Linked DNA regions of Mus musculus: region 2 is linked to region 1. A link is a contact called in public Hi-C data. All regions are on one chromosome and are shown on one strand. The core of a region is the stretch at or near the end of the contact, and the rest is flanking DNA. Distances in the headings are between cores, read along the strand shown.

Region 1 (7,248 bases), core at 104-2,603:
CTCTCACGATGGTTGTGGCTTATTTTCAGGTGTATGAGGAAGTCAGATGCAAGTCATAAGACTTAGCTGCAGTGCCTGGCGCCTTCTTGGGACTGCTGCCACACCCACTCCTCACATTGCATCTCCTTCTGGAGTGATTCCTGGTATCTAGGAAATAATTAGAAAATGGAAGAATGAAATCTGACATGAGGTTTGAGTAAATGTGTGGGAAGCACAGTGGACTATAGGGAGGAAGCTGGAAAGAATGCAAGGCTACACGACGTCTCATGCATATTCCTTATATCACCATAATGCTATTATTAGCATACAAAGAAATGCATTTCTCACTGATCTTTTCTTACATGTGTATTACTACCTATTTCACGGACCACCCCAGTCGGGCATGGGGTCCCTGGAATGAGGGTCCTCGAAGCTAGGTGGGTAAGGATTCAGCAGTGACAAACAGAAACAAACACAGAGGCAGTTTGAATCTGAGTGTATTTTGCAAGTCTAAAGCATGGGTTTTTGTACATTAAAAGAGCAAATATTACGACACTTAGAAGATGTGTACAGTGAAACAATCACAAATACCATCATTATCATTTGGCACAGTAAAGCACCAAAATCAAGCGAGCATCTCAACTCTGAAAAGATGTACTCAGTGAATCACAAACAGAACAGGTGACACCATGATTAATAGAAATCATCCAAGTATAACAACTCTGAAAGGATATAATCAATCACCCAAGGCTAGTGACATGTATCCAAGAGCGGGTTAATAAATTTTATGGACAATTATTGTTTAACATCTAATGTCTGAGTTTTTATAAAACTTCAACGTATAAATTTAAACTATTTTAATTCTTTTTATTTAAGGCTTTCTTTATCATATACCAAAACCCACCCCTAATGACACACATGAAGTCATATGAAATTTTATTGTTGGGAAAGTTTTTATCTGTCATAATACTATTATATAATTTTATAAATGGTGTATGAAGTAAAGTGTTGGTTTCCCCAGAGATAAGACCATATTAGTGACCCCCTCCCCCCATCTCAAGGGATGGTTTCTTACCCATTATTGTCGCTGAAGATCGTGGCCTAGGCTACCAGGAACATGTCATTAATAAGAAAAGGAATGAGAGAAAACAAAACAGATAAATTGCCATGAGAACTACGGATCAATATTTTGCGCCAGCCAAGAGTTCCACAACCGGTTCCAGGAGGCCTCCTTCTTTTGAAGTTTTCACCTCAGTCTGTGGAACTTGTCACACAGATTCTACTGGGGTTGGTGTGGCAACCTATGTTCTCATTCACCTCTCCCCTTCGCTGTCCTCCCCACAAAACTGTTCACTGGTAATTTATTCGCACTTGCCAAATTTTGAGCATGGTGCATTCCAGTAAGATTTGATCTCTGTGGCCATGGTGTTACACAGTTTTGTAACACTGAAGCTTACTCATCAACCACACTGATGTCACCAAGTTAAGAAGCAAAGAAAAAATTGGGATTGGACTGGAGGGTCATGTGGGAACTATGCTTAGTAGGACTGATTGAGGAGGTGTGCTTCACCAATGAGAACAGATTATCTTGGAGAATTCTAAAGCCAGAGAGATATAAGACAGTCAAGGTATCACGTTGAGATAGCAATGGCTACTGTGATAAGTAAGAGGTTCTTAGAGATGCCATGCCAAAAGAAGATGAAAGACTCACTATTGGTAGACAATATTCAGCGTGAGCCTAGAAGCTTACATTCAGGACTATGAAAAGGTAGCTACTACAGGATCAAAACTGAGCCTTGATCTTCAAACAGGAGCATCAGATAGAATGTGAAATCAGAGTTTCAGAGTTGGGGTTGTTCTCAGCTTACCTTGGTGGAGCCCCTTTGGGCTTGGCAGGCACTGATGGCAGGTCCTTGGAGTTATGGGCTGACACAACCTCCACCTGAGAGGCATGCCATGCTAGCAGACCCAGTATTGACACACATTGGAAAGTATTCATTACTTCTGGACTCTGAAACCTGGAGGGACAAAGGGCAGACATAGGAAAGATGTTTGTTGGTTTGGGATGGAGAAAGATTGAGTGGGTCCAACCTGGTGGGTATTAGTCTATCACATGATGCTTTCTGGCCAGTGCCTGGGATGGTATCTGCCCTGGGCTCCTGCTGCCCCCTCTGTTCTCTTGAGTAAGAAGGAGGAGGCAGCTGGGGAAATTGTTTCTCAATTCAGGTGGCAGGAGGAAGGGTCCAGAGGCCTGTCCAAACTGGCTCTCATAATCTGCCAAGGGATCTCACAACATTAGAATGGTTCAAGGAGTTGGGAGACAGTTGGAGATTCTCTAGCCCTTGCTGTTTTCCCTGTCAGAGGGCAGGCAGCTCACTGTCTGATTTCCCACAGGGGATGGTTTGGATGGGCAATGCCCTGGAACATCTTGGGTGAGATAGTGTGAACTCAGGAAACCCATTCTCTTTGCTGGCCCCTGTGTCCCATTGTGTCTGGGTGGACTTTATTAGAAAGATGGTGAAGAGAATGATTGAGGATAGGGTTTGGATCTTCATCGCATGCAGATACTTTGGTGTCACTCTGAAAAGCCTCAAGGGAACAGAGACAACCTCTGATGAAGGCATGGAGGTTACATCAACTGTGCTCTTGGACACTGGGGCTGCTTGCTCAGTCCTGATGAAGTCTTGGGATCCTACTTCTCCTTCTTGTTCCCCTGGTGTCAGGGTAGGAGGACAGCCTTGCTTTCCTCACCAAACCCCACCACTAAGTTGCATTTTTAGAGGTGTTCCTTTCACCCATTCCTTTTTTGTAGTGCCAATGTGTCCTGTCCCCTTATTGGGAAGGAATCTTCTAGATAAATTGGGAGCCTCTATTTCTTTTGCTCCCCCCCCCCATTCACCTAAACTCAACCTTGCCAGCAGACCCTCTCCTCCTCCTCCTCCTCCTCCTCCTCCTCCTCTTCCTCCTCCTCCTCCTCTTCCTCTTCCTCCTCCTTGCCACTCAACCTACTAACTCTAATATATTGTTTCCTTTGCCAGCTTCTCAAGTAGACCCTCAAGTCTGGACCTTTAGAACTCCTCTCTTGCTAAACATCATTATCCTTTTGTCATACAATTACTGGACCCTACCAGGTACATCACCAAATCTCAATACCCTCTTTCTCTCCAGAGCCTCAGGGGACTTAAGCCTATCGTCTTTGACCTCTTAAGGAAAAAACTCCTCCCTCCTACCTCTTCCACCTTTAGTACCCATACTAGCAGTTAAGAAACCTATTGCCTGGTCCAAGATCTCAGGCACATTAATTCTGCAGTGGTTTCTCTCCATCCTGTTGTGGCTAATCCTTATATACTTCTTTCCATTATCCCTTCAGGAACGTCTCATTTCTAGGTCTTAGATCTCAAGGATGCATTCTATGTACCTCTAGATGCCCACTCACAGAACATCTTTGCCTTTACCTAGACTGACACTGACACCCACTTTTCTACTCAACTCACCTGGACTGTTCTACCTCACCTATTCGGCCAGGCTCTGGCTTCTGACTTCCTTTCTCTGCCTTTTTCCAAATCTAAGAGTGTCCATTACATAGATGATATTCTTCTCTGTAAATGCTCTCTAAAAATTAGTCAAGCTCACACCTCTGCTCTTCTAAATTTCCTGTCCAGTCAAGGCTACAGGGTCTCACCTTCTAAAGTCCAACTGTCTACTCCTCAGGCTACCTATTTGGGACTAACAATTAGCTCAACTCACAAGGTTATATTACCTTAGATAGAAAGAATCTAATTCAGTTTCTAAGAATTCCTTCTACAAAGGAAGAGATTTATCATTCCTAGGAATAGTCAGTTTTTTACATTCCTGAGTTCCTTCCTTTTCCCTTATTTCCTGACCCTTATATGAAGCAGCATCAGGCCCCACCCATGAACCTCTTCTCAAACCTATTATCAAGCCTTTTCAAAGACTCGAAGAGGCTCTCCTTAAGGCCCTGGCCTTACACCTCCCTGACCTGACTAATCCTTTCTTGCTCTATGTAACCAAAAAAGAGGGATTTGCCCTTGGAGTCCTGGATCACCAACTGGGACCCTCTTTTGCTACAAGCACACCTGTCAAAAAAAAAAAAAAAACTAGATCTAACCATCTACGGATAGGCACCTGTATTCATACCTTAGCAGCCACTGAACTCCTTATTTGAGAGTCTAAAAAACTAATTTTTGAGTCACCTGTAACTGCCTTCTCTTCTCTTAACCTGTCACAACTCCTAACTGACAAATGCTTACAGACTCTACCTTCCTCCAGGGTACTTTCCTTCAGGTAACACTAATAGAAGATTCCACACGTACTTTCCAATCATGCCCACTTCTTAATATTTCCAATCTTCTTAATATTTCCAATCTTCTTCCTCAATCAAATACTAACCACTCCCTATCTCACTCCTGCACTGAATCCTTAGAGGAACTATTACCTCATACTTCACACGTACAGGAGAGCACATTGCCTCGGGCCATCTATACATGGTATACAGATGGCATCTCCTTTTTACATAAAAGGGCCAGAAGAGCTGGCTATGATACAGTATCAGACACAGAGTGGTTGAAGCACAGACTCTCCCTGTTCATACCACCAATCAAAAGGCTGAATGAATAACCCTTACCTTTGTCTTTCAACTGGCACAGGAACAATCCCTAAACATCTACATAGACTCCAAATACGTTTTCCATATCCTCCTGTCCCACGCTGCTATCTGGAAGGAGCATGGGTTACTTACAACAAAAGGAGGACCAGTAACTAATGCAAACCAATTATGGCTATGCTAAAAGCCTTCTATCTCCCCACAGCTACTGGAATAGCCCACTGCAGATTCTACCAGACTGATAACTCCATTGTCTCCAAGGGAAACAACTGAACCGACAAGGGAGCTAGAGCTGCAGCCCTTAGCAGCCTAGACTTGTCTCACCCTCCCCAGGACATTCATACACAACTCGAATCCTCACTCTCACTCCCCAACACTCATCAAAGTCAGTCCTATCTTCACCAACTCTTTCATCCTAAACAGCCAAGCATTGTCTTATTTTGTTAAAAGCCACCTACAGCCTACTCCTGAGGACTTAAGTTTCTTAAAATCTATCACTGCCTCTTGCAAAATCTGTCAAATGTCAAACTCCAACTCCAGATGTCATAGCACCCCTTTTTCCTACCCATCAGGCTAGAGGTTCCCTTCCTAGAGCCAACTGGCAACTTGATTTTACCCACATGCACACTGTCAAATGTGCCAAGTACCTCCTTGTCTCAGTGGACACTTGCTCTGGGTGGGTAGAGGCATTTCGCACAACCAACAAAAGACTCAGTTTCTGATCTCCTCCTCTGAGAGATCATTTCCTGATTCGGTGTCCCTGCCTCCCTCCAGTCAGACAATGGTCCTGAATCTACCTCCCATGTTTCTCAACCTCTATCTAAAGCTCTAGACATCCCTTGGCATTTTCATATGCCCTACCAACCCCAGTCTTCAGGAAAGGTAGACAGAACTAACAGCTCTCTAAAAACCACTTTTGTCAAGCTGTCACAGGAACTACACCTCAATTGGGTAAAACTCCTACCTCTGCTTCTTAGGCTATGAGCATTCCCCAAGTGACCTCTTTTCATCTCACCTTTCAAACTCATGTGTGGATATCCAGTCCTAACTCCTGGTCTTTAACCTAGATGCTCTCCTCTCCCTGATTACCCCATTACTTTGACACCTCTGCTCTCTCCTATTGAACTTTGCTGACCACTGTCTACCAAGGCCACACACTGTCCCCTGCCCACTGCCTGTCAACATTAAAGACCAGGTTCTTCTCTCCCCTCCAGATAATTGGCCCTCCTCTCTCTCTCTCTCTCTCTCTCTCTCTCTCTCTCTCTCTCTCTCTCTCTCTCTCTCTCCCTCTCTCTCTCTCTCTCTCTTTTTCTCTCTCTCTCTCTCCCCTAAATGGCATGGCCCTTTCAAGGTAATTCTCATGACTCCTATAGCTGCTAAACTCAAGGGACGCTCTCCTTGGGTCCACCTGCTTCACCTCAAATCTTTCACCCTCCACCTCAAAATGACTCTTCTTCCTACACATTGTCCCCTACACAACAAGACCCTGCTTTCTTAAGCTCCAGAAGACATCGAGACCACCCACCTTGTCCCTAATTCCAGAAAAATGAGACTCCAATCCAGCAGATGCACTGGACCCACTGGATTAGACATAGGCTTCTCATCCTCTCTCTGCTGTTCATTTCTATCCAAGGTAGTCCTTACATCTGTAGATTCAAGGTTCAAGAAACCCCCACTGATAACAGTCTTTCCAAATAGGGTCAGGAAACTACTCAATAGCTAGATGCCAGGAGCCAATCCAAATTGCTGTCATCTCTATATCCACCATTTCATCTAAATATCATGACCTTTTTGATTGCTTACTTTTTGATCAGATGAAAGATAATTGTAAAAAAAATGGCCAGATGAATATGAGAGCTGCCCATATTGGTCTTGCCAGATACGTATGTATGCTAGGATCATAGACCAATCACTTTTGCTATTAACAATGCAAGACCCTCTTCTTCTACATACAAGACCCATGGAACCCTAGGTGGGAAACAGGCATTGTTGGTAAGCTCTATAGTAAAAACCAATCTGGGTCCTCAGTGAGTATAATGCACATCTAGAGAAAATATGTCTCATTCAACCAACCTCTAGATATTGGGAACATGGAAGTAATTAAATACTCCTCCGAGATCCTTATTTCCTTGACATCTCCTCTCATAAATGGCAATAACCTATCATTTTGCTTTCTGCTTCAGACCTCAGGCTACTAACTCCTTAATGTCACCTGATCTGGTTGCTTTAAAGATTGCTGGCTATGTGTACTCCCTAGAACTAACTCACAATTGCCACTTACAGTCTCTCCAGTGATTCTGCCATGTAACTTCACCTCACCTTTTATCAGCTGCCCTGACTCTGATGTTGCCATGATCCCATGCCTTTTCTCTATCTCTCTTTTCGGCATGGAAGACTGTTTTAAAACACTGGAACATGTTCTGTAGGAATGCTTAGCTTCATAGACTACAATAGAACCATAACCCTTGATACCTCATCTCTATCACTATCACAGTGTCCCACAGTCCAAAACACATCGATTCTCTGTGGCATTCAGGTATATCATTGCCTACCTGCCAGCTGGTCAGGAGTTTGCACGTTGGTGTTCCTTTGCCCTGAACTAAGAGTAATCCACAGAAAGGTGCCTCTACCAATCCCATTATAGA
Region 2 (6,763 bases), core at 2,685-5,184, 60 kb after region 1:
GCCAGGCCTTTTATCCCAGTAGTTGGGAGGTAGAGGCAGATGGATCTCAGAGTTGCAGACCAGCCTACATAGTGAGTTACAGGTCAGACCTGGATGTGGAGAGGCTCTGTCTCAAAATAAGAAAAAAGAAAAAAGAAAAACGGCAGGAGAGGCACAAAGCCAAGTATGGTCATCAGAATAACAGCTGATGATTCAGATCAAATTTCAAAGTTCAGGACAGCTTAGAAGGATGTATTTCAAGTTTTAAAAGAAAACAACTACCAATCCAAACTAGCAAGGTTTCTGCCATAACTGAGGACAATGGAAAGACAGGCCAAAGGAATTCATAGTTGTCAAACAGGAAAGGAACTCAACTGTATTTTTGTGGTCTTTTTGTTTCATTTTGCTTTGGGGAGGTTTGGGAGGCTTGGGGCGGGGGGGGGGGGGGGTTGTTTGTCTGTCATCTATTTGTTTATCTCTCATTGGTCTTTTGCCTGTTTGTTTTGACTTGGGGTTTTATGGGTTTTGTCAAGAGGTAAAGTTGTTTCTTCTGTTTTTGTCCTTGTTTTTTAATAAAAAGAAAGAACATAAAGATGGGTGGGTAGAAAGGTTGGGAGGATCTGGGAAGGATTTGGGGAGGGGAAGAAACATGATCAAAATATAGTGTGTGAAAAAATTAATTAAAAAAAGAAGTAGTCCTGCTATGGCAGAGGACCTAAGTTTGGTGCCCAGCACCTGCAAATAGCTCATAACCACCTATAACTCAGCCCCAGAAAACCTGATGCCACAGCCCTCCTCAGGCACTGGAATTCATGTGCACACACACACTCAAAATTTAAAATAATAAGATAAATTTTTTTTGTTTTGTTTTGTTTGTTTGTTGGAGACAAGATTTCTCTGGGTGTAGCCCTGGCTGTCCTGAAACTCACTCAGTAAACCAGGCTGGCCTTAAACTCATGGGAATTCACCTCCCTCTACCTCCTGAGTGTTGGGATTAAAGGCATGTGCCACCATGCACGCATGGCTAAAATAAATATTTTTAAGGCCAAAGCACCAGACAAAGTGCTGCATGCCTTTAATCCCAGCACATGGGAGACAGAAACAAACAGATCTCTGTGAATTCAAGGCCAGCCAAAGCTACATAGTGAGACCCTGTCTCAAATACATAAATATTCATGAAATCTTAAGTAAATAACCTATGGATGTACCTCAAAGTCTTACAAAATCAAGAGTGAGTCTAATCAACCAGTAATGGGCTGGGTGCATTATTGGTAACTATACTTTTTTGCCTAGAACCTAACAGTGAGAGGTTGGAGGCGTGGCTCAGTGGTAGAACACTTGCCAGGAATCCCCCAGTGAGGGGCTGGGGGTGTGGCTCAGTGGTAGAACTTTTATCAGTTGGTTGTTTAGCATATATAAGGCTTTAGATTTGATCTCCAGAATCAAAAACGGAAAAAAAGGGGGAAAAAAGAAGAAAGAAGGAAGGAAAGAAAGAAGGAAGGAAAGAGAGAGGGAGGGAGGGAGGGAGGAAGGAAGGAAAAGGAAAAAAGAAAATAAGAGAAAAGGAAAGGAAAGGAAAGGAAAGGAAAGGAAAGGAAAGGAAAGGAAAGGAAAGGAAAGGAAAGGAAAGGAAAGAAAAAGAACACACGTAGGGCTGGAGAGATAACTTTTGTAAAAGATTTGGCTCAGTTCACAACTATCCCTAACTATAGTTCCAGCGGATATAACATTCTCTTCTGATCTCTTCAGGCACCAGGCATGCGTTTGGTACACAGATATACACACAGGCAAAACATTCATACATATAAAACAAAATAAATCTAAACAGAATGTGTACAACAAAAACGAGGAAGAACCTCCAAAGCCATTTGGTTCTATCATAACCAGATGGATGGAGAAATGGCTTCTGGCATCTTACCACACACGGCACAGCCTTCCACATAAATTATAAGCCCCAAAATCTCAATGGCACCAAGCTTAAAGACTAAAGCATATCTCTGCTCGAGTCCAAGTTCCATTTGGAACAGCACAGCAAGTCAGAACAGAAGAAAAACACGAAGTTCCTAAAACAACCCTTCATGAATCCTGAGTTCCCCCAGTGAGGCCATCACGTGGGTAGCCCTCGAACCAGATTCAAGTCAAGTCAAAGGACTGGAGTGGAGCCCGTACTGCACCTCCCCACCAGAAGTAGGGGTTGCTGCTATGGGAAACAGGAGGCTTGTAATCCCACAAGGAAGTTTTCACCCCTCTCCTGGGACCAGCCCTAACCAGCCTGTCCAGGGCTGTAACAATACCACCTGCCCCACCTCCATCTCACTGAGTACTTGAGACCTAAAGTATTGAATTACTTCCTCTCCCACAGCCTCCCAGAAGGGCAGAGGAAGCCTGGTGCACTTCCAAGGGCTTACTAGACCTTAACTCACTTCTCCCCTCACCCTGGCCAACTCTGGTTTTGGCACTCTATCCTTCTGATCTGGACAGAAGTTGAGAAACTTGGAACAGTTTCCAAGATGAGAGCCAAGAACAGACATGGGGGCAGTGACTCAGGAAAACAGAAGGAGAACCTTATATGAGGCAGTGAGGGAGAGTGTGATTTGAGTCTGCGATCCCTTTTCTGTGGCCCTGCCTTTCTCCTTAACCGTCCTTCAGCCTAAGCCCACTGTACTCACAGTCACAGAAGCATAAGCCATAGAAGCCAATAGTATAGAAGAGATACAACCTACAAGAACTTACTGGGAGATAAGAACGGGAGAAACGCAGAGAGAAAGAAAGGGAGGGCCAGGGAGGTCTGTCTACCATGCATGAAGCCCTGCATTTCATCCTCGCCAGTTACCAAAACCAGGTGCGGATGCACATGCCCATAGTGCCATCATTCCAGGGGTGAAGCTGAAAGTTCCAGAGTTCAAGGTCACCCTTAGCTACATAGCAAGTTCTAAGACATTCACGGTCACACAAGACCAGACTAGAGAGATGGTTCGGGGGTTAAGAGCCTGCACCACTCTTACGGAGACTCCAAGTTTGGTTCCTGCACTGCTCACAACAGCCTACAATTCCAAATCCGGGGAATCTGACTCTGACTTCTGTGGGCAACTGCACTCACATGCACATACCAGATCCATACACATAATTAAATTTTTAAAATAATCTTAAAGAGAAAGGATGACTCCAAGTGCCTCATCTCCTACCCTTCAGAAGGACAGCAAAGATGGATACACTTCTAAGGGTCTGCCAGACCCTTGGCTACAACATATCCACCTTTCCTTCCCTTTTAGTCTCTATTTCCTTCTTTCTCTTCTTCTTTTTTTTTTTTAACTTGACAATCAGCAATATCATATGTGTGTTGTTTTAATACGTGTCTCAGGATATTTTATTGCCAGACTAAGAGAGACAGAATGAGAGTCATATAGAATTTCAGAGACAAACTGCAAGACTGCAAGAAGAATCCACTGAGAGAGATGCCCAGAAATGAGGACTCAATGGAAAGGGAATGGGCCTTACACAAGGCCTCCTAGCTAGGGAAGCAAAACTGGACTTGAACTCATAAACACAGAACAGAAGAGCTCAAACTAGGACTGGATCCAGTACTAGATCACAATACTCCCTCCCTGGCCTGTTAATTATTTTAGCCAACACCCCATAACCCCACCTTCTCCTCAAGAACCGGGTCCAGAGTCGGAAAGCCTTTGCTCTGTCCTAAGGCAGATAGCAAGTACTGTCCACACAAAAGGGATTTAAGGTCAGCCTTCAAGCCAGGAAGACCCAGTCAAGTGACAGAGGGTTCTAGAGGTGTGGCCACATTTACCCCACCATGCCAGCTGGCTAAGAGCCCAAGGTCTATAGACAAGGTATGCTAGGATGGTAGGAGGAGATTAAAATCACTGGAAGAACCAGGAAAGAAGGCAGGGCAGAGGAGGAGCATGGAGAGACAACTTAAGGGCATGCCCTGCCCCCACATACACACATACACTGCAGCACACACAAGAACTTCAGAACATTGCTGCAGAATACTGATACAGGTGAGGGGTGGCTCCCAAGAGAGGTCTCTGTCTCTGTCTCTGCAAATCAATTCTGGGACTTGTATGTCTGTCTCAGCTTGTGGACCATGCATGCCGTTTGTCCTCCAGTCTCCAGGCCCTTTTAAAAGGATCTCTCTCTCTCTCTCTCTCTCTCTCTCTCTCTCTCTCTCTCTCTCTCTCTCTCTCTCTCTCTCTCTCTCTCTCTCCCGTCTCCCATCCATCTCCCCACTTCCCCACACCCTTTATTCCTTATTTATTTTCTTCTTTTTAACTTGACAAGCAGCAATATCATGGGTGTCATTTTAATACATGTCTTTTAAGATCCTTTATTTTGCAGTGTCTATCACTGGATGGTTTCATAGTTTTCTGGTTTGGCGTCTTTGTTGTTGTTTGTTTGGCATCTTTGTTGTTGTTTGTTTGGCTTTGAGCTCATTTGTTTGGGATTTTATTGTTGTTTTATTTGAAGGGGTTTTTTGTTTTGTTTTATTTTGTTTTGTTTTGTTGTTTTGCTTCCTGCGACAAGATTGTGTGCATGGCCCTGGACTGGCTAGAAACCCACTATGTAGAAAGGCTAACCTCAAACCTTTAATATCTTCCTGCCTCTGCCTCCCCCATGCTGGGTTGCAGGTGTGCAACATTGTGGCTGGTCTGACTCTGTTTCTTGGTGTGCATCTCTGAGCTAGGTGCAGTGAATACCTATAATCCTGGCACTCAAGAGGCTGCAGCTGGGATTAATCTGAAGCCAGCATGGCCTGCCACGTGAGACCCTGTCTTAATAGACCAGGGAAAAAAGTGTGTGTGCATCCGTCTCTTCAACGCCATCTCTCTTCTTTCTCTTTCTCTGAAGTCATCTCTCTCTCTCTCTCCCCCTCTCTCTCTCTCTCTCTCTCTCTCTCCTCTCCCCTCTCCCCTCTCCCCTCTCCCCTCTCCCCTCTCTCCTCTCCCCTCTCCCCTCTCCCCTCTCCCCTCTCCCCTCTCCCCTGTCCCCTCTCCCCTCTCCCTGTGATTTTCTCTGTCTGTACCCATCTCTGCGTGTCTCTCTATATTTTGTTATTTCTTTTTGTGAGAACCAGTGTTTTGGTAGATGGTTTAAGATAGACAGATGAGAGATAAATGAAAAATGATTGATAGATAGATAGATGTTAGATGGATTATTGATAGATGATAGACTATCAGTAGATAGATGGTTAATGGACAATATATTGTTAGCTGATAGATAATACAGCTACGTAAACAGAAAAGACATAGATTCCACTGTTTCCTATGTTGTGACTGTTGCTTTGGGTTTCTGTAGCTGTCTGTCTCTGCCTATCTCTGCATTCCTTTCGCACGTTTATGTTTTGACAATTAGTCTGTGTTCACACACACTCTTCCTTCTCCCCTTTTCCTTCTTCCCCCTCTCCCTCTTAACACTCTGACATCACTCCACCTCCCCTTCCCTCCACAGTCCCATTGCCTGGGTTCAAAGGAGGAAAGTTCCAGAAGAACTAAGTAGGGGGACCCCACACTTGACTTCTCCCTCTTTGTCCCTCCAGGCGCTGCAGCTGCCTTCACTATGGATGGTGTGAGCACAGCCATCTTGCTTCTCCTCCTGGCTGTCATCTCTCTGTCCCTGACCTTCAGCTCACGGGGCAAGGGCCAGCTGCCTCCAGGACCCAAACCTCTCCCAATCCTGGGAAACCTGCTGCAGCTTCGCTCCCAAGACTTGCTGACCTCCCTCACCAAGGTGCAGGAGACTTGGCAAGGGCAAAGGGCAATGGAGCCAGGAAGGGTTGCCACGGCCACTAAGCCCCCTGTAAACTCTCTCTTCTACCTCCAGCTTAGCAAGGAGTATGGGTCGGTGTTCACGGTGTACCTGGGGTCCAGGCCTGTGATAGTCCTCAGCGGATACCAAACTGTGAAGGAGGCTCTTGTGGACAAAGGGGAGGAGTTCAGTGGCCGAGGCGCATACCCCGTCTTTTTCAACTTCACCAGGGGCAACGGTAAGCCCACCCTCACCTCCTCCAGCCTCTAGCCCTTGCATATCTAGGTAGGGAATAAGGGTGAGAAGCTGTCCACTCAGAGCTGCAGATCTCACTAATGACCTCATGAAGGATGCAGACAAGCAATGCTGAAAGGAGGGTAGGATCTACCTCACCTCCAGCACCTCGAACTGAGCAACCTGACCAACCTCCACGTCCACTCAGTCGAACCCTACGTTCACCCCATCCTTACTCTATCTCAACCACATCATCAAATTTCCACTCAATCAAGTAGCCGAGTTATTTTAGCCTTTGTCTCACCAATCTCTTTCAGGCCTACATCAGTGTTCCCCCCCCTTTCAAATCCTATCTCATTTGGGGAGAGGGTGTTTGTTTGCACGTTGTTTGTGACAGAGTCTGTCTCCACCTGTCTTTGCACCACTGCACCAGGAATAGTCATGGTCACGCCTAGCAAAACGTGGGTGGTGGGAATAGAACTCAGGTCCTTGTGCGTGCACGGCAAGCACCTTACCCACTGAACCATCTCCTTCATCTTCTTTCTTCTTCAACAGCCAAGTCTTTACTATAACAAAAGAAATTTTTTAAAAATTTAAGAATCCAACACTTGGGGCTGGAGAGATGGCTCAGTGGTTAAGAGCACTGACTGCTCTTCCAGAGGATCCAGATTTGATTCCCAGCACCCACATGGCAACTCACAACTGTCTGTAACTCAAGTTTCAGGGGATCTGACACCCTCACACAGAAATATGTGCAGGCAAGAAACCAATTGCACATGAAAAAAAATTT

What was found. Hi-C and Micro-C count contacts between places; a contact is called where the count stands out from the background.
Region 2: a Hi-C map of liver shows a contact between it and region 1, with 3 times the contacts expected there. The contact joins the promoter of Cyp2f2 here to the enhancer-like site in region 1. A contact is called at or near these places in 5 of 39 promoter capture datasets (3T3-L1-derived adipocytes, liver, macrophages and 1 more), 4 of 484 Hi-C or Micro-C datasets (embryonic stem cells and liver) and 1 of 115 datasets of contacts at active chromatin or transcription factors (liver).

What each region holds. Positions count from the first base shown.
Region 1 is chr7:27,058,133-27,065,380 of GRCm38.p6, forward strand. It overlaps the pseudogene Gm29754. Among named protein-coding and RNA genes, the nearest start is that of Gm51444, 26 kb to the left of the region's middle. Within about 2 kb of position 1,354, at least 3 of the 459 cell types and tissues checked have an H3K27ac peak or open chromatin away from gene starts, as enhancers often do. A contact at or near this core is called in liver, where this site is marked.
Region 2 is chr7:27,116,021-27,122,783 of GRCm38.p6, forward strand. It overlaps Cyp2f2 (cytochrome P450, family 2, subfamily f, polypeptide 2), which reads left to right and starts at 3,935. Exons shown (of 10, transcript NM_007817.2): 1 at 3,935-3,995; 2 at 5,531-5,721; 3 at 5,815-5,977. The coding sequence starts at 5,551.